Regions from separate parts of the Mus musculus genome. Here regions 2, 3, 4 and 5 are each linked to region 1. A link is a contact called in public Hi-C and promoter capture Hi-C data. All regions are on one chromosome and are shown on one strand. The core of a region is the stretch at or near the end of the contact, and the rest is flanking DNA. Distances in the headings are between cores, read along the strand shown.

Region 1 (3,112 bases), core at 450-2,949:
CTTCGCAAGCCAAGGAAGTTGGCAACAGACGGTGACATGAAGAGGAACATGTTCCATCTCTAATCCAGAGAATCACACCCTCCTATGCAAGGGACAATAAAAGCAAAGCTTTCTCTAAGTGTGGCCTGGGCTCTTGATGAAGGGGAGGGATCTTTATAGACTTCATCTCACATTCTAGGATGTCAACCGGCTTATAGCAACACACTTGCAAATCATTGACCTCAAACACATGGGGAAAGAGAGCAGGAAAAGTGAAGTCCATATATAATTAGAGACTAGCAGGTATCCCCCACACTCAGGTCTCAGTGCTCTGTGAATTCTGGATGAGAGATGACACTTGATTCTGCAAATAGTCTGGTGAATGCATCAGGGAGATGCCCAGACTAAGTCTGATTGGATGCCATGTGCAGAAGGAATCACTAGGCTCAGGAGTGGGAGGGCAGGAGGTCTGGGGCTTCCCCTCTCCCACCTCCATTCTCCCTGAGCTCTACGGTCTCTTTTTCTCTCCTTTGCTTTTCTACCTCCCACCAAATGTCAGCAAAGGAGAACTTTGCCCTGCAAGATTGAATACTCTGAGAGAATAGCTTAATAATTACTGCTTGGGCATGTTAGCCTACATTATCAAGATTGCTGTTAAAAGTACTGGCTGTCTCTCCTCCTTACATTCTAGATAGGGAAAGAGCGGCTAAGGATTTGAGTTTATCGCTGTTGTACAGCTAAAATGTGCCAGACCAAGGGCCAGGGTTTGAACATCTCTGTCCCCTGCAAGCCACCTCTCTTTCACCCATGCCTCTTATTTCCCCATCTGGGAAGCCATTGCTGCTTTCCTGTCCCCTACGTCTTCTCATAGCCCAGTCTTCTGCTTTCAGTGTACCTCAGGTAAGCAGGCAGCCAGTTTAGAGCTGTAGGCACAGCTGCTGGCCCCGCCTGCAGCAATTTACCCGTGACCTTCTGGGCTCTGGGCCAGCCCTTCTTGAAAGGGAAACGTGCAGACTCTGGGGACAGAAATTAGTTCCCCTGAGCTAGAATGGCTGCTATTGCCAACTGCACCAAAAGAAACTATTCTGTGTGCTGGGGAAACCACACAACTCTGGGAGGCTAGCGAAGGGGGAGGGGCTGCATCACAGTCCCCCAACCTTCACTAAAGGCACATCAGGGGGTTGGAGGGTACAGGCAAGGGAAAGCCAAGACGTTTCCCATGACCACAAATAAGCGTCTATTCCCTCCCTCTAAATTTTAACTTTAGTTCACCTTTAATCAGCATCAATAAAGAACTACGGCACAGTGCAAATACTTTCTTAACAATGGCTTTAAGGGCAATTTGGAGAGGGGTCAACCTGTCACCTCAAATAAGTATTGTCACCTATTCTGTTTTCTGTGCTTTCTGTGGATTTGATGCAACCATTAAAGTGTCCCTAGGTACTCAGTGCGTCTGAGAGCAGTGGGATCTGAAGGATACAGGAATACAGAGGGGTCTCGCTCACCTTTTGCACTCCAGGGTTGAGGTCCTTAGCCACTTTTGCCATCCTGGCGGTGCAGAAACAGCACCTGGCTTCTCAGGCAGGGGCCAGAGGGAGCGCGCAGCCTGGACAGCGCTGCTGAATGGCCAAGTTCAGGTTCCTTTGCCTGTGTGCAGCCGGCGGCTCTGTGCTCAGAGCCGCGCCGCTGCCCGCTTTAATTGGAGAGCGGGACTCCCTCTAAAAAGTGACCAGCCAATGCGCGTGGACACCCACTCCAGGCCAGCCAATCAGAGCAAAAAGCTGCATCCCTCCCTTAGGGTGGCCTCTGCAGGGAGGCTGAGAACTTGGCTAAACTCTACCCTGACGTCAGCTTAGCCGGCTGCCCTGCCACCTCGGGCTCACAGCTGTCCCCTAGGCGGCAGGAATCCCTCCCCACGCCCTTCTCCTTTAAAGGGCAAGGAGCAGAGGGAGGGGCAGAGGAGACCCAGGCAGATCCATTCAGGTCAAAAGAGAGAGCAAATAGGAGAGCCAAGGTATTTTTAGAGAGCTGGGTCCAAAAATAAATGCTGAGCAGTGCTCTCTGCCCACCTCTTCCCCCTTGTCCCAGGGGGGTGCGCGGGGGCAGGTGGTCTCCAGAAGCCTCAACTGACCCTAACCTGGCTAAGGTCTCTAGTAACCAGAGAGAAAAGACTCTAGTACATTATCATTTGTTAAAAACAATAGCCACAAAAATTTTTTTAAAAATTTAAAATATCTTTTTTAAAAATAACTTTTAAACTTCTCAGAGGAAGAAAACAATATTCTTTCTCTCTCTCTCTCTCTCTCTCTCTCTCTCTCTCTCTGTGTGTGTGTGTGTGTGTGTGTGTGTGAGAGAGAGAGAGAGAGAGAGAGAGAGAGAGAGAGAGAGAGAGAGTGCATGTGTGTGGAGGTCAGAGAATAACTTGTGGACATCAATTCTCTCCTTCCACCAAGTGGGCTCCCAGCATCAAACTCTGGTCATCAGGCTTGGCAGCAGCAAATATCCATACCCAGGGAGCCGTTCCCATATTATAGCTTCAAAATTATTTTTATGGTTCCAACTGAGAAAACGAGGAGAGATAGTCAGGTGATCAAAGGTGTGCTCTTCGATAGGACTTGTTTAGTCTAAAACGGTGAGATCGGAACTGGCCCCAGGGGTTGGAGCACGAGACTGTAAAGGATAGACTGTGAAAATTAGTAATTAAGTCTTGCAAGTCTGGATGAGCAAAATCTATCTGTTTCTCACCCTTGGAATGAAGTATCCATGAAACATCTAACAATGGTTTCTGTAAGTTGGCCAGGCTGTTTGCTCCGGAGCTCACGTTGCTCTCGGAGACTGCTTTCCCGACTTCGACTCCCCTGCCACAAGAGAATACAGAACAGGTACCTTTTTATCCAGAACAATCCTGCTTCACCTGTCATGAGGTGAGGAGGCCTTTCTACAACCCACATGGGCAAAATCTCCTGCCAGAAACTGGGATTCCAGTGGGTGAAAGTGAAAGATTGCCTGCAGGAGATCCAATATAGATCTTAAAGTATATCCTTCAGTCTTCTAATCAGAGACTTCCTATTGCTGAGTATTTAACCTGTCGTGCTCTTCCGGAGTCGCAAATCATCGCCAGTCCCTTCTGCCC
Region 2 (3,112 bases), core at 222-2,721, 4.2 Mb after region 1:
AAGTCACGCCTCTGCCACACACATGTTAGGGAACTGCTATTTTACAGACAGTATAAGGTAAGAATCCTTGTTAAGGTCTTATTACAGGTTCAAAGAAAAATATTAAATTCTGTCCATTTAAGAACTTTTCTTTCAGACCAACAGCTTATTTCCCCCTCGAGAGAGAAAGAACATGAAATTGGGTAGATTGCGAGGTGGGCAAGGATCTGTGAGGATTTGGGGGAGGGAAAAAGGATGACAAACATATTGTATGGGATTCTCAAAGAGTAAATAATAGTAAGACGTCAAGAAGACTGCAGTTCCAGTAAACAACCTTGATGAAACTCATTGGCTCTCTGTCTCCTACACACACACACACACACACACACACACACACACACTCACCACAGCGAGATGAAAGATAAAAGGGGCACTAGCCAGGAAGGTGAAGGATTACTGGGAGAGGGTGAGGGACCAGAGAGGGTGGTGGTGCATATCATCAAAACACCTTCTGTGCATATGTGGAAAAATGTCATCACAAAACTCATTATTATGTATAATCAACATTTGCTAATGAACATTTTAAAAATGCCATAGTTAAACTAGATACCCCGTGTGCTAATAAAAAAAAAATAAAAATATCGGGGGTGGGGTGGGGTGTGTGTGTGTGTGTGGGGGGGAAGAAGCCTGTTGTTACAGCCAATTTGACAATTACTACCACGTGGGGGAGCTATGTGTCTCTCTTTCTTGGCTTCTAGGAAAGAGCTCTAGCGCCCCCGGGGGCAGTGAGTAGCCCTGGAATTCTGCTCTGCAGCGAAGTGTGAAACAATCCCCTTCCTACTCACCCCCCCCCCCCCCAGCTTCCTACTCCCCCCAGCTCTTTAGACCTGGCTCTACATGGGCATTGGCCTCAACTACTCAAGATATAAGCAGCTCTCTGGTTCCTTCCATGGAGGCTGTCCGCAGGCCTCTATCTCCGCCCCAACATGGAAGGGTGCAGGCTCCCCTTGGTGAGAATTAAGAGGAGTCTTGTAGTCAGCCCCTGTGGGGCTACAGGACATCCCTCCAACCCAGTCTAGAACAGCGCTGGCCCCGCCTGGGGAGAGAAGGGAAATAGACAGGCCCTTTAGCACCGCCCCTAAGATCGGTGAGCTGCTTTCTAGCTCCGCCCCCATATAAAGGGCACTGGCCCCGCCCCCGGGGGAAAGGGACAGCCCTCTAGCGCCGCCCTCTGGCTCCGCCCCCAAAGAAAAGGGCACCACCCCCAGCCCTTTCAGCCACTTAGCCCTGCCTCTACCTGGAAAGGTTTAGGCCTGGGCTCCGCCCCCAAAGGCCACAAGCTCACAGGCAAGTTCTCCAGGCCGCACGCTACATCTTGTTGTTCTGTCGGGGCTACAGATTCCTCCTCAGATGCTGCTATCTCGAGAGAAAGCTTCTCCACACCTTCCGCAGACATTTATGGTCTCGCTTCGACTACTCGCCTGACCATTTTGGGCCTCCGGGAGGATGCTGGGAGTTGTGGATTCTGCGGCCCTACTTCCTCATGGGAGTTGTAGTTTTCCGTCCCAACAGGCTGCAGGTGAGGGAGATACCTCCCTCAGCGTCGTTGGGGTGCTTTTCCTCTGGATCCCACTGTTTTAAACTAGATACATAGCTGATAATTTCAGAACCACAAAAGGTACAAAATTTGGAGAACTTGAAATGTTTTCGTTTTTTTCTGGGGAACCTTGTGAAGCCTGGTTGTTTGTTCAGCCTTTGAGGGTTTAGTAGGTGTTTGGAAATGTATCGTCTAAGCTGAGGGAGAAAATACAGTCCAGAGAATATAAAGATCTAGAACCCGCGGAGAAGTTGGGTGACTGGCACAGAATTTGTTTTTGATAAGGTCCTCTCCTTGTAAGCTCACCTTGTCCCATTATACAAAACAACAAAAACCTGTTTTGAGTAGAGTCACTCACTGATCACGCCAGAGTTTCTGTATCTGGTGGAAAATGTTAACATTGCCAAATCTCCCCATTTTGCTTGTCTTGCTTCTTTTTCTTATTCTCCCTCTATCCCCTCCTCCTCCTTCTTCTCCTCCTCCCCCTCCTTCTCCTCTTCCTCCTCCTCCTCTTCTTCTAATTTTCTATCTTCACTGCTTTCTGTGATAATAGGGTCCCACAGGGCATCCACTCTTGTTGACCAAAAGTTTGGAGGCTAAAGGGGGACACTGAAATAGATTGTCCTTATAAGAGATTCATTAGAAGATACATTGATGACACAGGCAAACAGACAGACAGGCAGACAAAGGGCCTTCACGGCAGAGCAGGCATTTCTTCTTAGAGGTTTCAGAGGAAGAAGGGAGTAGTTGATGAGTAGCTTGCAGGTAGGCTGTTCCTGAGTTATCTATGAAAGTCACCAAATTACTCTAGCTTCTGGAATTGTTACAGATCCATACAAACGGGGCAGCTTTACAAAATGCAGGATCTTAGGTTTTTCATCTTTGTGTTTTAGAGAAAAAAATTACAAATGTATGTGTGCATAAATAAATATATTCTATATACTTAGGTGTGTGTGTGTGTGTGTGTGTGTGTGTGTGTGTGTGTGTGTGTGTATTTAGCTAGATTTGTTTCAAGACAGGTTATTAGTATGAAACCCAGTGTGGTTTTGAACTCTCCATCCTCTTGATTATTAGGACTACTTGCATGAACCACTGCATCTAAATGTCTTAATTGGCTTTATTTTCAATTCTAGAAAAAGGACAACATTTCACCCTGTAAGGTAGAATAAGCATTCTGATTTTCTGAGCGTAGCATTGGTTGTATAGGAAGAGAAGAGATGGAAAAGCAGAAGCAATAAACAAAAGAAGAATGGTCCTTTCATAGTTACTCTATCCCTGTAAGGCATGGGCAGGAATACAGAACAGTAGGAAAATAAATCATTGCTTAGCACCAGAGTAATGTTTGTGTGCTAAGATTAAGGCAGAGGAATTTTATTATCCTGGGATATTTGTCTGTTATCTCTTTAGTTCTTTATTTCTGCAAAAGGTTACATAGACAGGTTAGTTTCAGCTTGGTGACAAGTGACTCTATCTTGATTTATCGTCTGTCATGGGGTTTTGTTGCAGCAATAGAAACATTAACTAGACAACCAGGAT
Region 3 (3,112 bases), core at 321-2,820, 4.1 Mb after region 1:
AAAGTGACAGTTTGTGAAAGGGAGGGGTATCTCACTCTTGCTTAGGGATCTTGGCAGATGAAAAGTTCTGCATCTTTGGGAATTAAACTAATGAGGGCTCCTCTCAGGCTGGTAAGGGACCACCCACTTTACAGTCCCTTTAACTGCACGTTGTGGTCGCTTACCGACATCTTCCCCACCCCACCCCCCTCACCCCGCCATGCTTCACTTCTGAGCGACCTTCAAAAGTGGCTGTCACTAGACCTTTACTCACCCAAGACCATGACCAATTTTGACCACGGTGTCTTTCTTTTCCCTACTTTACCTCTATGGCAGCTACAAGAGGACTTAGAAAATGCTTAGGACAAAAACCCATTTTTGACTACAGCACTCGGCTCGCACACTCACCTGACCCAGGTCAGGCACTCTGTAGCCAATGGACGCCCAGCCAAGGATGCAAATCCTGGTCCCTTGTAATCAGCTCCTAAATATTTAACAAAGAAAGAAGACTGAGTAGGGGATCTCGCGAGGGTCTATCAGAAATTCTCAAATCCAAGTTTTGACTTTTATAGCCTCCGCTTTTCCTGCAGATCCCACTCCCCTCCAAATTTAGCAGCTAAGTCGGAGGGATCTCTTTCCCCCAAATAAAAGCAAACCCAGCATGCTTATTTCCCGTCAGTAGCTGGCCAGAAAGATCAGACACGCAGAAACTTCGAACACGCCGGATGGGGATTGAAGGTGGATGGAAGTAAGGGACGTGTTGAGATCCCAAAGCACTTGTTTCCCCGCGTGGAGGCCAAGTATGTGAAACCCGCGTCCTCATTGGGCACGAGCTCCGTCCACACTTCTTTCCTCATCGCCCCCCCCCCCCTTCCTCCGGTTTTCTTCCTTTTTTTTTTTTTTAACCCACGGGGACCCCCACGCATGCATTATCCTACCAGCTGAGCAGCGCAACAGGGCTAGCTACATTTTTAGAAAGATTATTTCCTTGAGCGAACTCATATGACCCCCTCAAATACCCCCCCCCAGGGGGAAAAAAAACTATTTCCTGCAGACACTCCAACCGTTTCCAACTTGGGGGAATGCCATTTCAATACGGGGAAGGAGGTTGAAACCGGTCACTAGAGTCGAGGACGTTTGGGGTTACTTAAGCCTGAAAAAAAATATATACCTCCCCCCAAAACTGTTCACAGGGAAAGAAGCCCCAAAATACACGCCAAGTGCATGCAAAGCCACCAAAGCCACCAAGAACTCCCGGTGATCAGGGCAAAAACTTCTGCGCACGGGAGCTAGTGCCAACTCCCCGCGCCCTCTGCCCGGCCCCAGCAGCTACCTTGGTGACCGGGGAGCCACGCCGGTTTGGGGGATCAGGACCAGGAGAGGGGTTAGCAGCCGCTGGGCAATCCCATGTCCGCGAAGAGGGAGCTCGTTCCGTTAGGATGGGAGCGGAACACCCACACCTCCTCTCGGCGTGCGCTTTCTCTCTCTCCACCCTCTGCCTCCACCTCCTCCACCACCACCACCTCCTCCTCTCCTCCCACCCCGGCAGGCTTGAGGAAACGCTTCAGCAGAACATCCACATGGTTACTGCACTTTAAAGCAGCGCCCGACCGCTTATATAGGCCGGGAAGCTCCCTGGGCAATGTAGTCCGAGTCCCAGGTCGTGCCGGCGCCTGGGGCTGCGCAGAGGGACTACAAGTCCCAGAATCCCCTGGGCTCCGGGGCTGGGTTCTAAATAGACTCCCGCGCGCTGACCAGGGGTGGGAGGGGGAAGAGGCGCCCAGGCTGAAGGCTCGGGTTGCGAACTTGTGTCTGAACACCGGACTCCCCAGGTTTGGCAAGCCCGACCCACTGGGTATGTCCCCTACCTCTGTGAACCCTTCTCTTTTGACTTGTATCTTCCCTTCCTAAAGTCAGGTGTCACTAGGGTCCGGAGAGAGAGGAAGAGCTCGGATTACTGCTTCGGGAAGTTTTTACAAGCTATTTACCCACCCCCGCGCGCCCTGTGTCCTGGAGCCAAGAATTTCAGAAATCCGAGGCACAAAAACGCCAGTGTTTGCGGTCAAGGATTAAAGAAACAAGTTTGTCTTTATTAAATCTGGTCTAGTTTTTTATTGGATCCTGCTAGTGTCTGCATGAAAAACTAAGTCTGGAAATGGGGTGGTCCCTGCTATTGAGGATGCGGGGTAATCGTGTGAGAGCCCTTTTCTGAATTCGAGCTGGGTCTGTCTTTCGTCGCCCGGTAGGAGGTAAAAGAAACGCTACCCTGACGAGTGAGCAAATAAAGGAACCATGTTGTGACTTGCTGATGTTGTGATCGCGAAGCAGGAAAGAAATACAAACCGCGACCTCGGTCCTGACCCCGCTTCTAAGACCCCTATGCTCCTGGAATCTGTAAACGCTAAAGTAAATAAACCGCAAACCAAAAAAATAAGGGCTTCAGAGAAAACTGCTTATACTAAGATGAGTGCGTCCAGGCGAGGCGTGCTGCAAGTCTTCAACCCAAGCCTCTGGGCTGAAATGGATTTCCACACACCAGAAAATAGTGTAGGCTCCAGGCTGCAAAGTGCATAGAACTTTGGTCTTGGGAAGAAGAGTTTGCATCACAGGCAAAGTTATCCTACTGTCTCCTTCCCCATCCCACCCTACAAACTAGACTGCACGTATTCATTCCACAAACGTTCCCCGGGTGTCATCTGGGTGCCAGGCCAGGCACTGTGCCAGGATATGAGAGCGCGCCAAAATATATCATAACATCCTAAATGGGGGTCTGTCTGCTACCGCTAAAGACCTGTTAACAGTAATCCTTGTAATGAAAACAAATGGTTCTACAGAGCTCAGCCTACCTGCTTTCTGTACAGCATGCTATTGAGTGTCACTGATTCTGGGTTTGTAACCTCTTTGTATACAGCAGGTATAAGGCCAAAGAACAGGACAAGCCAGGTTAACTTTGGTCTCCTTTGCAACTCCAACCTGTACCTATACTAAGCACTTGCCCATTGGGACCTCCATCACCACCTCCTTAAAGGAGCCCCTCCTATTTTAGGAGCAGCCTCTAAGCCCTTAGGCAAATCACCTTGAACTCTTTACCCCAGGTTTGCCATCTAGAGAGGGATTCAATACTCATTAATGT
Region 4 (3,112 bases), core at 434-2,933, 3.6 Mb after region 1:
TCTATCTTTGGAGGCATTTTGGTAGTTGTTACAGTCTAGGGAGTGAGCTGACAGATATATTTCTCCAGCAGCTGCCCTGACCTTAACTTAGGGGACTCCGGGGATAACATTTATCTGCTGTGGTGTCAACCCAGGGAGGGATGTCTACTGTGTCTGGCAACCAAGTGGCTTTCCCAATGTGTTGCGTTTCTTTCTTTCTTTCTTTCCCCCCTGACACTTGTTCAGAACTTCCAGTCATGCTGGCTTTTTGTCTTCCTTTCCAAATACTTTTCCCGAAGGAAAAGCTAAAAAGCTTTTGGCTACCAGTAAAGATTATGACGAAAAAAAAAAAAGGCACACATTAAATAAAGTAGGTCCTATTGTAAATGAAAAGCGGACAAGGCTTAAGTTTTTAATTTCGTGGTTTGCTTCTTTAAGTCAGGGAGACTACAAGGTGGTGAGAGAGAGAAAAAAAAACTACCAAAAGGAAGCTGTGTTAGTGTTGAAGCCAACTTAAAGAGGCCCCAGATGGTTCTGGTTCTGCCTCTGCTTAGGAAGTTCTGGGTCTGGGGATGGGTTCCCTCCAAACCAGAAGCTTTGATCCGCCCGTCTAGCATGCAGTTCCCCGTGACGCCTGCAGGCGGCGAGAGACACCCCCACCCCACCATCCGCCCTCTGGGCAGAAGAACTGGGTTGGAGCGCAGCCAGCTTCTCACTTACAGTAAGTTTGAGATGTTCGGGTAGGAGATCCTTCAGCTGGGCAATGCACTCGTTAATCCGGTCACGTCTCTTTTTCTCAATCAGCCGGTGCGGCAGTTTGTAAGTTTCCTGCATGGAATACATGGAAGCAATGGGTGCCCGGGGAAGGGAACGAAGCTTCCTCCCTTCCTTCCCAACCGGTAGCAGGGGGGAAAAATTCTGCGAGGGCGCAGAGACGCACCCAGATTCACCTTCTCTGCCCCTTCTTTCCCAAGTCACTCATTTGTGGCAATGAGCTCATCTCATCTTGAACCCCCCAGCCAACCTTGAAACAAGCAAACTTTTCTTGGAAACTCAGCGCACACGAGGGGCTAAGGAATGAGGTTCCCAGGGATGCACCTACCTTGCTGTCTTCGCTCCGTTTTATTCCCCGCCTGGACTTGTACACTTGGTACATGTGGGCAAAATCCATCCTGCAGGGAGAGAGGTCAGAAAAAGCCGTGACTCCCGAGTGCGTACTAGCTGCAGGAGCCCTAGACGTGAAAGAAGCCCCCTATACTCTCAGAGATGCCCCAAGTTGAGAGTGTCGCGGAACACAAGGTTAGGAGTGGAGACTTGAAGGGATCACAGCACACACTTACCCTGACAGGTCTCCGTGCTCCAGCCCTGGAGCTTTGGGCAGGCAGGTAGGAGGTGGTTGCGCGCTGGGGATCCGTTCCATGATGCGGCGAGCAGGGGCCACTGTGCGCTCCTGTCTGCACTTAGTAGAGTCTGAGAAAGGGCTGCCCTGGAAGGGAGGATCCGAGGGTCTCAAGAGGTATGTTCCTATGAGCTAGCCTGAGCTTCCTTGCAATGCGCTGGGATGCCAGGAGCAGCGGCTTTGAGGTGTCGCTTCAGTTGGGGGCGTGCATGGCCGGGTGTCCCCACGGCTTCTGGCTCCCGCTCTGCACACAGACTGGCGGTGTGTGCTCGCTGCGCTGTCTGCGCCGTGCGAGCCAAGTGAATGAGAAGTGGGGCGGGCGGAGAGGCGGGAGGGAAGGGGGGGTTGCTCAGGGCGGAGCGGGCGGGGCGGGGGGGGGGGAGTTGCTGGAGGGGACGAGCCGAGGAGTAAGGAGAGGCTGCGGGCTGGGTTAAATGGGAGCGAGTGGGTGGGTAGAAGCTACGTGTTCTACCCTGTGACTCCAAGCACGTCTGGCCGCTGCCGGGGAGGGAAGGAGCGACCTGCCCGCCCTCCCCCGGCTTCATCACATGAGCCTCACGTGTTGGACAACGCTCTGGCGGCTGCGAAGTGCCCCCCCCCCCTCCAAACCTCGGGCCCCCAGGTGTCTGCGGCTGCGGCCTCCTTTCCCCGAAAGAGGGGGTGGCAGCGCAGCCAGAGTCCTGCCCAGCTGGGTGGGGGGCACGGAAGCTGGAAGGAACCGGGGAGCTGGAGGGGGGGGGGGAAGAGTTGGTAACGTGGGCGAACCTGCCCCAGGGAAATGAAGTAAGTTCCCGTCTCCTGGGAGGGAACGGGGGAGGACGGATTCCGCCCGCGTCTGACTCAAGCCGGGAGAGGAATATCCCCTTGGTCGCTCCAGCCCAGCCTTCTTCCTCCTCCCCCGCCTGGCCCGCTCCTAGGAACCGGTGCGCAGCTGAGGGAGTCGTCGGCCCCCCTTAGCCTTCTCCAGAGGCTGGGGTTTCTTTCCGTCCTGGCTTCCCAGCCCCCCCCCCCCCCCCCCCCCCAGCGCTCAGCCTCAGTGTCCAGGAATTGCCCGCCTTGGGGAGGGACCGAGGGCGGGGCGGATGTCACCCCATGGGAAGCGGGCTGGTGGCCAGGAGCTAGGGCAGCCGAGGCCGCCGCCGAGCACGCCGCGCGCACCTGACCGTGGACCGTGTGAGCCGTGCCGACCCCCTCCCCCCACCCCCACCCCGGACTCTCCCGGGAGCTCAGGTCCCAGGCGCAGCCTGCGGGTGGCCTGGCACCCGACTGGCGCGCACCCATCTCCTCCCGCCTTTCAGGGTGCCTCACTGCCCCCACCCACCCTGGCTAGTCAAGCACAGAAAGATACCGGGCACAGTGCCCGGCGTTCCCTCCCTCCTCTGCCCCCTCCGATGCAGAGGCGTCCGGGTCGCCTCCCCTCCGGCTGCAGCGTTACACAACCGCGGCGACGGCGCCTGCCCTGCAGCAGCGCGGGGCGTGACGCTTCACGTGGCCCGGACGCGGGCCGGAGCTCGGCTCACTTGCAAGCCTCTCCGCGCTGGCTTCCAAGCCTAGACCCCCGCGCACCGGGCTGCAAGGGATCTGCATGGGATCCCGCTGCTAACCAGGAACTTGGGTGGCGCTGTTTGCAGTCTATTCCAGGACAGGAGAGAGAGAGGAGAAAGCAGGACCCCCCCCCCCGCCCGGGTCCCTCCTCCCGCCCCATCCTCTTGGTTGATCACAGTGAAATCTCCA
Region 5 (3,112 bases), core at 251-2,750, 3.4 Mb after region 1:
TTAGCTTTCCTTTTTGAAACTAAGAATCCTTCCTGGCTTCCATAAGGTAAAGGGAAATGCACATGCCAGATGTCCAAGGGTGTCCATGTAGAATGCCAAGACAACAAACAACCTAATAACTCCACTCCCATCTAAGGAGAGGGAAACACGACAGTCACCAACCAGCCTGACTTGGTCTGTGGCAACGCACACCCTTCAGGGAGGAGGAACTTGGCTGGGTGTCCTGCTGTCTTGGACTTTGAAGTCCACTCGAGTAACCCCGGAACTCCACCTTCCCATACGTGGCTAGTGGGCTGCGAGGACTAGTTGACCTTCTGACAGCACCATCACCCCACTGGTGTTTACGATGGTACCAAGCAATGACGGTGTCAGTCAACTCTGCGCCTAAGAAATCATCCTTCAAGTATCCAGATCGCCAATCTGGGCCAGGCAACTACCATTCCTGCCAATAAGCTCCCCTCAGTCTAGGCTGCGGCCCCTGGAAAGGAGAAACACTTAACGCCTCATCCCAATCCGGGCGTCCAACTCACTAGATGGCCCCTTTCTAGGAACCCGCTCCTTAACCTTATTAAAGCTTTGGGTGTGGCATTCTGATCAGGAGTGGGGAGGCTTCGTTTTGAAGCGGAGTTTTCCAAAGGAAACCTATATAACCAGCACTTAGATATGTGTCTATCTGGAGCAAGGGATACTGTGATTGTCCCTTCCGGTCTCTGGGACTCAGTTTCCCCATTTGCAACAGAAAATGACAAGGACAGCTGTCCTGAAGTTTGGAGGGTCAGGGAGAATCAAGGGGATGGCAGTCCACTGGGGTAAGGAGAGGAGGAACCTCGGACTACTGCGGACCTTAAAGACCCTGGTGTGTTCTCAGGGACCCGGAGGGGCGGAAGGCAGCGCGCGGGCTACTCACGGGTCTCCGCGGTCAGGCCCCCGGCCGCGGCAGTAGATGGGGTTGAGCTCGTCCTGCGGAAAGGCGTGCGCCATGTAGTTGTCATAGCCGAAGACGAACATGCCCCGCGCCAGGTCGCGCATCTGGGCACGCAGCTGCGGCGGGAAGGCGCCGCTGTAGCGCCGCTCGTACTCGTCCGGGCCGCAGCCACCGCCGCCCAGGGCATAGCCCCAGTGCGCCGGGCCGCACACGCCCGGTCCCGGCGTCGGTCCCGGCTCTGGCGGGGTCTCAAGCCGCCCCTCCGTTCCGCGCCTTGGCCGATGAAGCCAGGCCGGGCCTCCGGGCGGACCAACTGGCCCCGAGCCGTCGGGGTCCCTCAAGCGCTGGAAGCCGAAGCTGAGCGGAAACCGCTGGTAGAAGCCCATGCTGGGCCCCAGCCCGAAGACCAACCAGAGCACCGCGTGGAGGCCGAGGCGCAGCAGCACCAGCCCCAGGACAAGCGCTCGCCATTGCATGGTCGCGCGTCCGCCGCGGGCATTATTTTGAAGCGCCGGGCGCGTCCCCAGCCGACCGCCTCCCCGCGCGTCCGCCGGGAGCCCGCTCACTTCCCCTTTAAGGAACTCCCTCGTGACGCACCAGGAACTGGTCCATTGTCCCCCGCCCCGCGGACGGGACCGGCCCGCCTGGCCCCGCGTTCGCCCGCCGGCCGCCGGGGATTGGCCTCCACCGGCCCGGCCTCGAGGGGCGCGGCCGGGGACTCCCTCCGGCTCTATAGGCCGCCCGGACTGCAAGGCCCCGCCCTGCCACTGGGCCACGCCCCCTGGGCGGTTCCGAGTCTGGTCTAGCTGGCGTGGCGAGCCTAGGTCGCTCTGGCTTTTGGGGAAAGAACTTCCAGCCAATAGGAGCGCGGCACGGGAGCTCCGGGAGCCGGACACAGACATGGCCTCTGACCCGCCCTAGCCCGGGTAAATGGTGTCCCTGAACAGAAGATGGATGGGAGAAAGCCCGTCCAGGTATGGAGTAGTAGGTGTGAGAAAGGTAAGGGCCAGGGCCTTTAGGCAAAGGAAGTACTTACGAATATCTAGGAAAGGTTTTTAACTTGGTGGGAGTGGGACTCCCTGGTCCAGACCGCACGAAATGTCCAGATTTTTTGTTTTGTTATTGGAACGCCTTAACTTGGAAAAAAAAAATTCATAATACTTCTAAAATACTCCAAGATCACATCCAATCCCAACAAGGCGGGAGGGGGAACTAACACCAGATCATTTTCATCAGAACCATTTAAACATCTTTTCCTGACAGTCCTATCATCTCATCGCAGTGCTAGGCAGAGGCGACCTTGGAAATGTAGGGCAGATTGGGGGTTTAATCCCATCCAAGTGCTAATTCCTATAATTAAGGTTACTGATTTCGTTTTTTAAGGGCTGTGGCTTTCAACACTTGGAGCGCCTGTAAAAGTTTTGCCTTTCCTAAGATTATACCCTGTGTCTATCAAACTTGCAAAACATAAAAATAAAAAAGTAAAAAAAAAAAAAAAAAATAGGGGAAGTAACGAAATCAGTAATGCCTGTCACCAACCTGAAGGCAATGACAGGGAGGACTTAGGTAAATCCTGGACCATTCTCCTTCCATTTTGGGGTCAGAATTGTCCCTGCAATGTGATAGGGTACAACAGAGCAGCCAGCAACAATTTAAGTTCTTTGGGTTGGGAGAGCTTATTTTGTGAGATACAAAGGCCTGAGCAGTATACAAAAAAAAAGGGGGGAGGGGGAAGAAGTTACTGGACTGGATAAACTTGTATAAGACCAACTGATTCCAGTCCTTGACACGGAACTACTAGTTTCTGCCTCCCTGAAGCTAACACAAACTGAAAATGGACATTAAAGCTATGCTTTGTTTCCTCCATAAGCTACTTCTGTGCAAATTTTAGCTGAAATGTAGCTTGCACTCTGGTCAGCTGTCAGCCACTGATGACAGCAACTGTTCTCACATTACAGAAAAGCCCTAATTTTAAAAGACGAGTCTAATAACCATAGAAAACCAGCTAGTTTATGAAAAATGCTTTTCATGGCACAACTGACAATAAGTGCCAATAGAACAGGTTTTCAGAACGCTAGCATGTATTCCTATTTTATCTTCATTAAAAAAAAAAAACTAAAGATGAAGTATCTGTGACTGTCCCTTTAGACTAGGATTTCTCAGATTGAATGTAGCTGATGAAATTGA

Evidence for each region. Promoter capture Hi-C pulls out the DNA fragments that hold promoters and counts their contacts. Hi-C and Micro-C count contacts between places; a contact is called where the count stands out from the background.
Region 2: a promoter capture Hi-C map of pre-B cells shows a contact between it and region 1. The contact joins the promoter of Setmar here to the promoter of Lmcd1 in region 1. A contact is called at or near these places in 2 of 39 promoter capture datasets (cranial neural crest and pre-B cells).
Region 3: a contact with region 1 is called in a promoter capture Hi-C map of pre-B cells. The contact joins the promoter of Itpr1 here to the promoter of Lmcd1 in region 1. A contact is called at or near these places in 2 of 39 promoter capture datasets (cranial neural crest and pre-B cells).
Region 4: a Hi-C map of cardiomyocytes shows a contact between it and region 1, with 6 times the contacts expected there. The contact joins the promoter of Bhlhe40 here to the promoter of Lmcd1 in region 1. A contact is called at or near these places in 2 of 39 promoter capture datasets (cranial neural crest and pre-B cells) and 1 of 484 Hi-C or Micro-C datasets (cardiomyocytes).
Region 5: a contact with region 1 is called in a promoter capture Hi-C map of second pharyngeal arch cranial neural crest. The contact joins the promoter of Edem1 here to the promoter of Lmcd1 in region 1. A contact is called at or near these places in 5 of 39 promoter capture datasets (cranial neural crest, frontonasal cranial neural crest, maxillary cranial neural crest and 2 more).

The regions. Positions count from the first base shown.
Region 1 is chr6:112,272,345-112,275,456 of GRCm38.p6, reverse strand. It overlaps Lmcd1 (LIM and cysteine-rich domains 1), which reads right to left and starts at 1,699. Exons shown (of 6, transcript NM_144799.2): 1 at 1,485-1,699. The coding sequence starts at 1,526.
Region 2 is chr6:108,063,404-108,066,515 of GRCm38.p6, reverse strand. It overlaps Setmar (SET domain without mariner transposase fusion), which reads right to left and starts at 1,471. Exons shown (of 2, transcript NM_178391.4): 1 at 1,277-1,471. The coding sequence starts at 1,435.
Region 3 is chr6:108,211,554-108,214,665 of GRCm38.p6, reverse strand. It overlaps Itpr1 (inositol 1,4,5-trisphosphate receptor 1), which reads right to left and starts at 1,570. Exons shown (of 62, transcript NM_010585.5): 1 at 1,313-1,570; 2 at 388-463. It overlaps Gm38872 (predicted gene, 38872), which reads left to right and starts at 1,748. Exons shown (of 3, transcript NR_167935.1): 1 at 1,748-1,811; 2 at 1,893-2,060; 3 at 2,226-2,410.
Region 4 is chr6:108,659,200-108,662,311 of GRCm38.p6, reverse strand. It overlaps Bhlhe40 (basic helix-loop-helix family, member e40), which reads right to left and starts at 1,683. Exons shown (of 5, transcript NM_011498.4): 1 at 1,320-1,683; 2 at 1,082-1,151; 3 at 700-807. The coding sequence starts at 1,399. 0610040F04Rik (RIKEN cDNA 0610040F04 gene) reads left to right here and starts at 1,378. Exons shown (of 7, transcript NR_104577.1): 1 at 1,378-1,495.
Region 5 is chr6:108,827,029-108,830,140 of GRCm38.p6, reverse strand. Edem1 (ER degradation enhancer, mannosidase alpha-like 1) reads right to left here and starts at 1,500. Exons shown (of 12, transcript NM_138677.2): 1 at 908-1,500. The coding sequence starts at 1,401. It overlaps Gm35417 (a long non-coding RNA gene), which reads left to right and starts at 1,865. Exons shown (of 2, transcript XR_377956.4): 1 at 1,865-1,924.